Linked DNA regions of Pungitius pungitius: region 2 is linked to region 1. The links are chromatin contacts, called in public Hi-C maps. All regions are on one chromosome and are shown on one strand. Each heading gives the region's core, a stretch centred on a gene start, on an enhancer-like site or on the middle of the called end of the contact. The rest is flanking DNA. Distances are from core to core; before and after follow the strand shown.

Region 1 (5,245 bases), core at 192-2,691:
TCCTACACCCTGCTATGTACTGACCTGTTGTTTCTGGTAGGCTGTGTTTGGATTGATTTTGGACTCCAGGAGTAGAGAACCTGTCAGGTGACCAACAAAGGTGTTGTCAAAAAGTCTCGCATTGAGTTGTATTTCAGAAAGGCTTTACATACATGGTTCCAGCTGAAATACAGGTGTCGAAGGTATTGTTTACATATAGTAAGTACTGATCTACTATAACATTGGCCGACACGGTGCACGTCCCATGTCCGCTGGCATGTGCCATTCATCCCTCCGCGGGTCGTTTCTTCGTCTTACCGTCACTCTCGGCCCGAACGAGTAGAGACGTGCCTTTCAAACGCTCCACATAGCCCGAGGAGACGTGGCCGGTTCCACGGTCATCCCACTGCCGGTCCTCGTTCAGGGTGTAGACTTTGACTCGGCGGCGAGTGTCCGTCATCCTGGCAGGTAGTTGTGACCGGTTTCCCCTTTCCGGAAATTATTGTCTTCTACAGGGTGTCCACTCCACAACTTCCAATCCCTGCCTCAACAGCCGATCACTTGGGTTCGATGCGGCGCTGCTAACTCAACGTTGGTGTCGGGGGGGGGGGGGGGGGGTCAACCGAGCTATCAGTTCTTTGCAGGAGCTCGGGCTAGTATCCAGGAAGATTGCACAGATCGATTTCGCAATATCCGTGTATTTTCACGAGCAGCTTCAAAAGTTATCTCGCCAGTAGTGTGGGCAACGCGCCACACAAAATCACACCACGGACCATTGTGGGCAAGCTAACGACAGTTCAATTCTCAGTGCGGAGGGCATTGACGTTAGCTCACGCGTTAATCGACTAAACGAGGGCACATACGGACTTCGGGACGTCCTAGCACACAGCAGATATAATGTATTTACAATAATCCCCACCGTTACGACACGTGCCCTATAAAACAAACAACCTGCGTATTATTGGTGCAGTTAGTACGCTCGTACGCGTACCGTTAGCCAGTTGCGTTAGCTAGCAAACCAAACGCGTTAGCTAGCAGTACGCTAAGTGCCTACGCTCCGTGTATTCAATGTTAAACAACGTTTTAAAGCTAAACGTCCAGAGCTGCGCACCGATAACATTATTTCACACTTGCGGATCAAAGATGCCGTGTTTACCCTAGATCAATGTTTCTCATTCAGTCCGAGTAATACGCCAGGTAACGTTAGCTAGTATTAGCTGCTATTTCTCCCAAGTGTTCCGCCATGTTCTGGCTCGGGGCCGCGGAGAGCCCACTCTCTCCTTAATGGTATCCATGCATCCCAAAAAGTGTGCAAACCAACAAACGGTAGTCGTATAATTATTGCAGGGTAACACTTTACACTATATTGCTATATGCCATTCATTTCCGACGTCTTGCTCAGATAATTGCTAACTGCCCCCCCCGTGAGTATTCAGCCATCTTGGGTCCCTTCAGAATACGTACGGGGTTTCCAGCACAGCAACAACAGGGCAGTCCGCCACATTTAAAGAGGCAGTAACATAAATAAGAAATTGAATTTCCAGGTTATCAGCAGAAAGGCTCCATAAAAATATCCAACTTTTTACCTTTAGCACTTACCATCCAGCAGCTTGTCATAATTTGACATCCGTTTGGCGGATAAATTCCAAGACTGACTAAACAAGGCATATATTTCCTCAATGTGATAACGTTTGTATTGAAATTCAAGACAGACCAGTCTGAAAACAATAGTTTATTTGGGTAGAATTAAAGAAAACAATCTAGATAGTTAAAATCAGATACTACGTAAAACGTAAAAAAATGATTTTACATCATAATGGTAGGATATACAGACAATAAGATAAAATATGGAAATAAATCATATGGGATCTGTTGCATTACTGGATTGGTCTGCAGGCATTGAAAAAGTAAGCATCTGCATTTAAAATCCACAGCATCTTCAAATAAAACTGCCATGTCAATGGTACATAAACAGAAACTTTTGGGTAATCTGAAAGCCCAAATATTTGACAAAAAAATAGTCTTTACCTAACGTGTTGAGCATTTTAACATGAATTTCTCTCAGTCAACAAGTCCTTGCAGCTTATAGCTCAACTCAGATCTTAGTTTAACACATTACAAAGGTATGTATGCTGCAGAGCATGACTATTTCTAAATGAGGCATCAAATTCCCCGCCCTCCCCGTTTTCAAACCCCTTCATTTTCCCATGTACAGTATAATATGAAAACCCTACCCTTGTCAAACGGACAATGGTGTCCTTTTACAAAAGGTCTTTGAGACACAGTGGAAATACAGTGCAGTATAAACTCCTTCCAAGTGTGTGTAGCCGGACAACTCCACACCGATGCCTTTACTTTGCTGCCTGCTGAGCCTGACGCCGCAGAAGGACATATATCTTCTCTTTGATCCAGTCTTTGTTGTACGGTTGGTACGTTTGAGTGTCAGTTCTGTACCTGTACAACAATTCAAATGATATTTTTAGTGGAGGTGACCGATATACACCCAATTTAAAGTGGTTTTCATTCAAATTATAAGCAAAATCATACTTACACGAGACAGCTCAGATCGGCCAAGTCGTCAATGAAGTCAAACAACTGACTAATGTCATAAGTGATGGACGGACTGTTCGGATTCATCCTCTTAAGATGTTCTTCATACATTTTGCAAACACCTAGAAGACAGGTGCAAGACAGGTTCAATGCAAGGAAAACTATTATGCATCTAAAGAAAATGAAATGTTAGATACATTGAATGTAAACTTAATTTAAAGTACAATAAGGCTTTCATAAGTGAGATCACAAAGTGGCAGGTTCCTTTTTCAGAACGGCATGGACCTGCCTCCTCATCCATATACAAATGCAAATCCCGTCAATTATTTTTCTCTAACTCTATTGAGAACTTAGCAGTACAGAATCTTAAATAACATTTTTTATCTTTTTCATCTTTGCAATTTTCTTCTTTGGCTTAATGCAATGTTTTAGAAATGATGACAAAAGGGATTCTGTATTTGTTCATGTAGCATGAATCTGGTCATTTGGCCAATGTTTTGTTAAACTACCGCAGCCAGTATAACTAACCTATTAGGAACAACGTATGTGTGTGTGCACGTACTTCGAAACATTTAATTAAGCAGTCAATGGAAAAGTAATTCAGATTATTTAATTTAACATGCACTGTCGACACATTTTACATTATTGTTTCAACATTTCCATGGCACTCTGAAATACACCATATTCCGATTATATGAATGGCACGTCAGTCTCAGGAATCGGCATGTTTCAATCATATTTAAAACACTGGTAGATAAAATCCAGCGTTCTGATTGGTTGGGAGCGAGTCTGGAGGGGTGCATTATTGAGCGATAATGTACAGTTGCTGTTCACATTGACCAGATGCACACATTGTAACACGTTAGATGTTGCGCGATCATTAGTTGACATTTTAGCTTTCAGCTCTGTGGCGATGGGGAAAAAAAGACCGGAATTCCCACAAATGATCGTTTTGAGGCAATGCAGCCGGACGATTAAGGTGGACTTCATGAGCGATGTGAATGAATGAGATGGAGCGGGACCCAATGCTGTTTACATGCACGTACAGGGACTATTTTTCCTCTAGACTGATGCAACGTGATACAAAATGTTTGGTGGCTACAACTATTTTGTGCTGAAAGGCAGCTATTTACTTACCATTTATAATTTCGCTGGTAACCGTGTTATAAAAGCAATGAGGTACTTGAGGGTGTACTTTACCTTCAATAATGTAACAGTTCGAGGCTTGCCGGCCCTCCACTGCGCGTCTGGCCTAACTACACCCTTGAACATTATTGGACAATAAAGTACAGCCTCTCGTCCCTTACAGCATGTCAGTCTCAGTGATGATCAGCATGCAGCAGCAGTCATGAACGGTATGTAGAATCCATGCGTCATCATTTTCCACCAACATAAATACTATTCATATCAGTGTATTTACCTCTCTCGGGCTCATGTGTGTTTTGAATACGACTAATACTACTATATTTTCAAAAATTACTTTAGTCTTCAGTGGCAAAGTCAGTCCTAAAAGACTCATTTAAATGTGATTTGCATATGATGAGGAGGCGGGTCAGTTCATGCTATTTTGAGATCAGTTTCTGGTCTGAAAAAAGGAACCTGCCTTTCTGAAAAAAGAACTTGCCCCGGCAACATTTTGATCTCAGCACTACTGGCTTTCATGTTGTAAAAGTGATTCTTACGAGAGACTAAGAAGCAAAAAAAATACAGATTTCACTAAAACACAAACCTGTGAATAGTCTTAAATATGTTTTGATCAAAGACGTATCATTAACGTTAATTAATCTTACCCTCCAAATGATCACAACGAGCCAATACCGTGCCAAACTATATAATGCAATTGGCCTCGAAGAGGCACATTACTGAAATGATAATGTAATGTTCCTGGTGGTATTCCTTGAAGGGTTCAAGCTGAACACGTACCTTCCATACATTCATTCACCGACTCGTAGTCAGCGTAAGTGCGGCCCTCGGGTCTCTTGGTCGGTTGAACAAGCAAAATTGTGTGCGACTGTAAAGACGATTAACAAAATTAATTACACAATGATGGCAGCTTATGATATTCATCAACAAAAACCCTAAACTATTCATGGGCAGATTTACATTTATATTCCCGATGCATCGTGAGTTAGCCTTCTTCCGGAGGTGTTCGAGAAAAACGTCGGTTATTTAGCAACACATCTCACTGTCTTTAACGCAATTGGCTCATTTAATCTCTGACGCAGTTAACTTTACTCCTTTCACATTTAAGAGAACAACTGGAAATGAGCAAAATAGCGCCAACGTTACAATACGTGTTGACTGCAACAGAAGACATTTGACAAGAGTTAGCGTTAAGCGTTTTCCACGCAGCGTTAGCTTAGCTATGATGAATTAACAGGTAAATATAACGTAAGATAATATAAATAATTTCAAGTCTTAAAGCATACAACAAAAATCCCTTACCATGTTTGTGCCGACTGTGGAGCCTGTCTGTTTATTGGACATGCAAAACCGGGACAAACAGTGTTTAATGCTTCTCAAGTCTCCGTGCAATGTAGCTAAACTAGCTAGCTGCTTTGGGGTGAATAGTCAAAGGAAATGAATTAAGATGTTTCCGGTTGTGAGGTCAGTTGCGTCCAAAATAAAGATGTGGTTTCAAAATAAAAGTCTGACCATAAAAATACAATATAAGCCTTAAATGTATTTCATTTTATATTTTATTACTGTATTATTA
Region 2 (5,472 bases), core at 1,385-3,884, 220 kb before region 1:
CCCCGCTCCGCAGGCGCGACCTCTCTCGTCCTCTACTACAGGTTCCTCCACCCCAAGTCAACGGAGATCTCCCAGGGTACCAACCACGACCACATGGGCAGCACGTGCATGGAACGAGAGGAGTCCTCGTTCTCCTTCGGGGACAAAAGTCTGCCGGCCGCCTCGGTTCAAAACCACGGCAGCTTCTCGCTCTCGGGTGTGGCTGGTTCTCTGCTGGAGCACCCGGGAACCTGCGGGGGGGGGCGAGCCAACGGCTCCTGTCCCTGCTACCACCACCACTGGCTCCTGATCCGGCTGGCCCTGAAAACGGGAGACCTGGGGAAGATCAACGCGGCGTACGGGGCCGGCGGAGCGGCGGCCATACTGGATATGGAGGAGTACCGCCAGCACTTTAAGAGCAACGAGGGCATGACCATCACGGCGGGGGGCAGCTGCGAGGGGGTCTCCGCGTCCGAGTCGCAGGGGAAAGGCCCGGCACCTCTCTCGGACTGCAAAGACGAGTTCCAGAGTGTGAGCGAGCCCACGTCCGGCGACAACCAAGAGGAGGAGGAGGAGGACGACAGCCTGGAGATGGAGAGCCCGATGGAGTCGCCCACGTCGGACTTCAAGCGGAGCTCGCCGGAGGGCAAGTCCGTGTTCGGAGACAGCCCGGAGCCGTACTTCTGTCCCACCGAGTCGAGTTCCACCCTGTACTTCAGCGCTGACCCCCAGTCCCCCAGCAGTGCCAGCACCACCCGCTTGGACCGGGACACGGGGGGTCTGGAACTGTGGGTCCCCCTCAACTCGATTCCCAGCGACCCGGCCCTTCACAGAGACGTCCGCGGGCTCATGGGCCGGGTGGGGCCACGCTGCACCTCCGCTCCGAAATTGGACTCCGGAGCGCTGCACTCTGCGGCCACCGTCCCTCATCTCACTGGCCCCAGGAGGCAGCTCATAATGTCGCGGAGGGATGAAGAGGACATCTTCTAGGTCTCCTTGGACGGAATCCAGGGAACGAGGCACACCAGCTTTTTGGAAGGCGGCTTCTCCAATCCGTCTATATATATATATATATATTTAGTAGGTTGTGGGGCACAGCATTCTTAACCGTTTTGGTATCGTGCTAAACGTACCTGCATTCGCCTCAAACCACAAAAAAACGTTTTTTTAAAGCTTATTGCTTTTTGCCAATTGCTGGACACGCAGAAAGCTGAAAACTTCAGCACTGTTTTCATCAGACATCAACGAGGGAGTTAAAGGTGAAACGGTAGTACGCGGAGCTGTGTCACACCGTCTACCCGACGAGACATTTTATACTCTTTTGGTAGGTAGCGAGCAAACTTGGGGCCTCAAGAATTAAACTGTGAAACAAAGGGAACAGTGGTCCCGCCGTATGGAGGAAGTAGCCATGAGTTGTATCAACAAACGCGCTTGGAAGTGTGCAGCTGTTTATAGAATCTTGAACAATTCAAATATTATATACCGAAGCTGCTGTTGTTCATGTTAATAATTGCCAGCGGTTATGCGACTAGGGAAACTATTCCTAGATCAAAAGGGGGACACGTTTGTGACTGACCTCTTAATCTTTACCATCTCAGCACAAGTCCGAGCTTTGTTGGCTTCTTAAGAGCACAGGTATCTTCCGTACCAAATGTTTATTGCTGTGATTTTTTTCATATTCCCATATTAAGAAACAAATGCCCGGTCCCTTCAGGGAATAATAAACTGTATTTTTCGTATAATCAATCGTTTGAGCAGGACTAGTTGAGTCCACCTGGTAAAAACTGTGTTTGATGTTTTATCTTTATTTACATGTTGATCATGGAATTGCTAAGATGTTGTTTGGATTTACAATTTGTTGGGAAAATAATTCTCAGGCACTGACTTTAAAGCCTTTCAAATGTGTAGTGTAAGACATTGAAAAGATGCAAATGGGGTTCTTGTAGTGACTTTTTTATGTGCTCTATATCAGTGGTTCTCAACTGGTCTGGCTCCGGGACCCACCATCACCCCTTAATGACAAGCCCAAATCGAGGAACATTCTCAACATCTCAAATTTATTCAAAATCAAGTTCATGAGCTGAATTTTACATTCAGGATGTTTAATTATCCTAAAAACCCAATGTCTCCCCCATATCAGAATGGTTTGACCTAACCTGGCACAAGCTGCTGAAAACATGGACGGACGAGCCTGCAAAAAACCGACACTCCGCTGCATTAAAAAAAGTCCCTTCAAAATAAAATCACACGATGAATTTCTTTTTCTAATTTTTATTTTCCCATGCGGGTCGCGACCCACCAGTTGAGAATCACTGCTCCATATGATGCTTTTTCTAGGGCACACATGCATTTTGCTCATTACTGCTCTGAAAAGGGGTGAAATCCACAGACAAAGCAGTGAGATGATGCTGGGTTTTCTCTTGCTCCAGACTGCCTTTATGAAATTTTGAAATGTAAAGTGAAAGGCCACTGGTGGCTTAAGATAAGCAATAAATAACCGGCATATTGGGGTGACAAATGTTTGTTATTGTTTTAATGTTGGTATTTAAGTTGTCAAAGTAATCCTTCTTTTGAGTTAAAACGGTACGAGCATTTAGGAACCAGTGGATCACAAAGTATTCAGTAGTTTTGCTTCAGTAAAATCACCAAATCGATGTTACAAGTGAAGATCATTCATGCTTAATCTTAGCATGGCCCATTTTGGAATAGCGTATATTATAGTTTGGGATTATATTTAGTGATCCTTTAATGTGAGCGTTACTTAAATGTCGCTGCTGCCATAGGTGAAGCTAATTTCTGGGTAGCCGAATACATTTTCATAATTCATTATTTGATATCGAATTTGTATTAAAGAAAAATTGAGTAATTGCAAAGTATTAAAATGGTAAACATTAAATAAATAGTGGTAGTAGCTTAAAATAGTACCAAAGTGTGCACAGCGCTTAACTATGACTGTACTTATCGAGAAAGGTATTTATGTCACTGGCCCTTTAAGAAGTCGCGCATGCGTGAACCAGTGAGAAAGTTAACTCCTGAACTTCGTAGTCAGAAAAATTCAGATTTATAAAATAGCAGGGAAAACCGCATTGAGTTGACATGGCATTTCGCCGGAGAAACAAGAGTTACCCTTTCTTCAGCCAGGAGTTCTTAATTCAAAACCACGCCGACATCGTGTTCAGTCTGGTGATTTTGGTTTTGATTGGATTGATGTTTGAGGTGAGCTGAACTCCCGATTCTCCGTCTTCCCTCGTCGCGCTCAGCTGTTTTAAGGTGGCAGGTCCGCTGCTCGTGCAGAGATGGGACTCTGGCGCACGGCGGAAACCTCTCTTGGGTCGAAGTGATCTTCTTCTGCTTTGTAAAAATGGTCTCGTTTGACTGCATCTCCGCTTTCCTCCGGGGCCATCGGGTCCGCCGACATTGTGGCTTATGCTTGCTGCCGTTTTTTCGTTTGACAAGTTTTATGAACAATTAATGTCTCTCTACTCTCATTCAAAGTACCGGTGACCGTAAGGTTTAACACGTAGTCGAGTAGGAACAGCTGTAAACAGTACGGAATAAACACTTTTATTGCTTGTTAAACTGCGATATGTTCAAAGTTGTCGGTATTTTGCCTCCTTACTACTTTTTAGTTAAGTTAAATTCAAAAGGAGTTCAATACACCGGGATAGGACTTAAAGTTCATCGGACATGTGGGTTCTCATGTAGTGTAACATGTATCTTATTCGTCTCCTAAAAAGGTACGTTTTACCGCTTTTTAAAAAATCGCTGTCCTGTTCTAGTTTCCAGCAAACACGGAGCTCTGCAACATTTCGATCGCAACAAATGGTGATTTCCCGCAGGGAGTCCAGCTGAGAACGCGACAAAACGCACCTTTCAGCTTTCAAAATAAAAGCGCCGCCGCGGCTCGGAATGCGATTCAGCAGACGTCGAAGAGCGGGGGCTTTTATTTCTAAAATTGTCAGCGGAAGTGGTGTGACTATCCGTCGCGTGCTTTACAGTGATAGTTAACTGCCACGTCTCAATCTTTTTTTTTTTTTTTTTTTGAGCCGTTGCCGCTCGGTGTCCGCGGGGCTCATCGGCTCCTCGGACCTCTCCGTCCCGAAGGGATTCCCCACTGACTTCCTCCAGTGCAGAGTTTCAACCCGGAACCCTGGTTTTGAGATCACACGTGAGGCATAAAATAAGCAGGGGATTTCCTTCATTTCCTTTTTTCTTCTATCCCCTGGTCGGAAAAAGAGAACCACCATGCTGGATCTAGTTTTTGAATGTGACAGTCTGACGCCCACTGCAGCCCTCGGCTTGCAAGGAATGACTGGTGACTGGATTGTTGCGCCCTTGCAATGACGACTCCCCTGCTCATTATGTAGTTAAGTCATAACCACACAGAAAAGAGGTGGCTTCAGGCAGAACGTCCTATATGTCCCACCGTGTCCCCCCAACCCAATGCTGTGCCCCCCCCCCAGAGAAATATGAAGTTGGTGAATGGGATCGGAAAGGCCTCTGAGACACATGGCGTTCTGTGATTGTTAACACCATTGGTCCATTTTCTTCCTCAATTATGTATCAATCAAAATGTGCATTCATTTTTTGATTTTCTAGCTTCTAAAGTGTGGGCACTTGTAATTTGTTTGTAATTAAAATCACTTGTAAGCTTTTTGGGGTTGTTGGTTGTGAAAACGGGCAATACTAAAAAAAAAAAAAGTGAGAAAATGTGATTCACTTTTCGCTTCCCTTTTTAAAGTAGACTACAGCTAAAAAGGTGGAGAAACTTGCCTGTTATGGAATAATTTGGCACGCTTTTTTTTAGTAAACAGACGGATTTCCTTCAACTCCAAAAAGGGGAAGGATTGACTTGACTGACACTCGGATTCTCTTATCGCCCAACACGCACGCGGACACCTGCCACAAACCCCCCACACTGTACATGCATGATGATACCCTGCGGACTGTCCTGTTGATGTTCTACCAAATATGCCGCTAATTCCCATCTCATCCAATTGAGCAGACGACAGCCAAGACGGCCATACTCTTCATTCAGCCGCAGCACAACGTCACCACGCTGTCAGCAGGTACGCACTGCACTCCTGCAGTTCTTTTTAAACACTAAACTTCATTCACAGTCTCCCATTACTTTCACTCCTGCTGTTCCTGCCCGTAACAACATTATATTACCACTGTGGAATTGAGCGTTTTAAAAAATGAGCTTACGTTGCTCCCGGAAGTTTAACACACCTCCACTGAAAGCGTGCAATGTGCTCCTCCCATGTGTGCTTAGAGGGCGAGGTGACGTTCTACCATTACGGATGGAAGGACTCTGCCACCATCCTCTTCTATTCCTTCATCGCCATCATCCTCCACGCGGTCGTGCAGGAGTATCTCCTGGATGTGAGTGTCGCCGTGGCCTAATGCATCGCACACACGGAGGTCCCTCCGTATGCTGTCGGAGTGATGGAGCAGGGCAAGAGAAGCACAGCAAACCACCGATTTCTAGGA

The links. Hi-C and Micro-C count contacts between places; a contact is called where the count stands out from the background.
Region 2: a Hi-C map of muscle shows a contact between it and region 1, with 3 times the contacts expected there. The contact joins the promoter of tram2 here to the promoter of smek1 in region 1. A contact is called at or near these places in 2 of 2 Hi-C or Micro-C datasets (both in muscle).

What each region holds. Positions count from the first base shown.
Region 1 is chr20:9,920,982-9,926,226 of fPunPun2.1, reverse strand. It overlaps smek1 (SMEK homolog 1, suppressor of mek1 (Dictyostelium)), which reads right to left and starts at 1,441. Exons shown (of 15, transcript XM_037448900.2): 1 at 298-1,441; 2 at 25-80. The coding sequence starts at 439. LOC119194654 (enhancer of rudimentary homolog) reads right to left here and starts at 5,125. Exons shown (of 4, transcript XM_037448902.2): 1 at 4,975-5,125; 2 at 4,453-4,540; 3 at 2,531-2,651; 4 at 1,697-2,433. The coding sequence starts at 5,016. The coding sequence ends at 2,331.
Region 2 is chr20:10,141,139-10,146,610 of fPunPun2.1, reverse strand. It overlaps tram2 (translocation associated membrane protein 2), which reads left to right and starts at 2,634. Exons shown (of 11, transcript XM_037449930.2): 1 at 2,634-3,195; 2 at 4,985-5,048; 3 at 5,255-5,364. The coding sequence starts at 3,076. xkr5a (XK related 5a) reads left to right here. Exons shown (of 7, transcript XM_037449985.2): 7 at 14-2,497. The coding sequence ends at 969.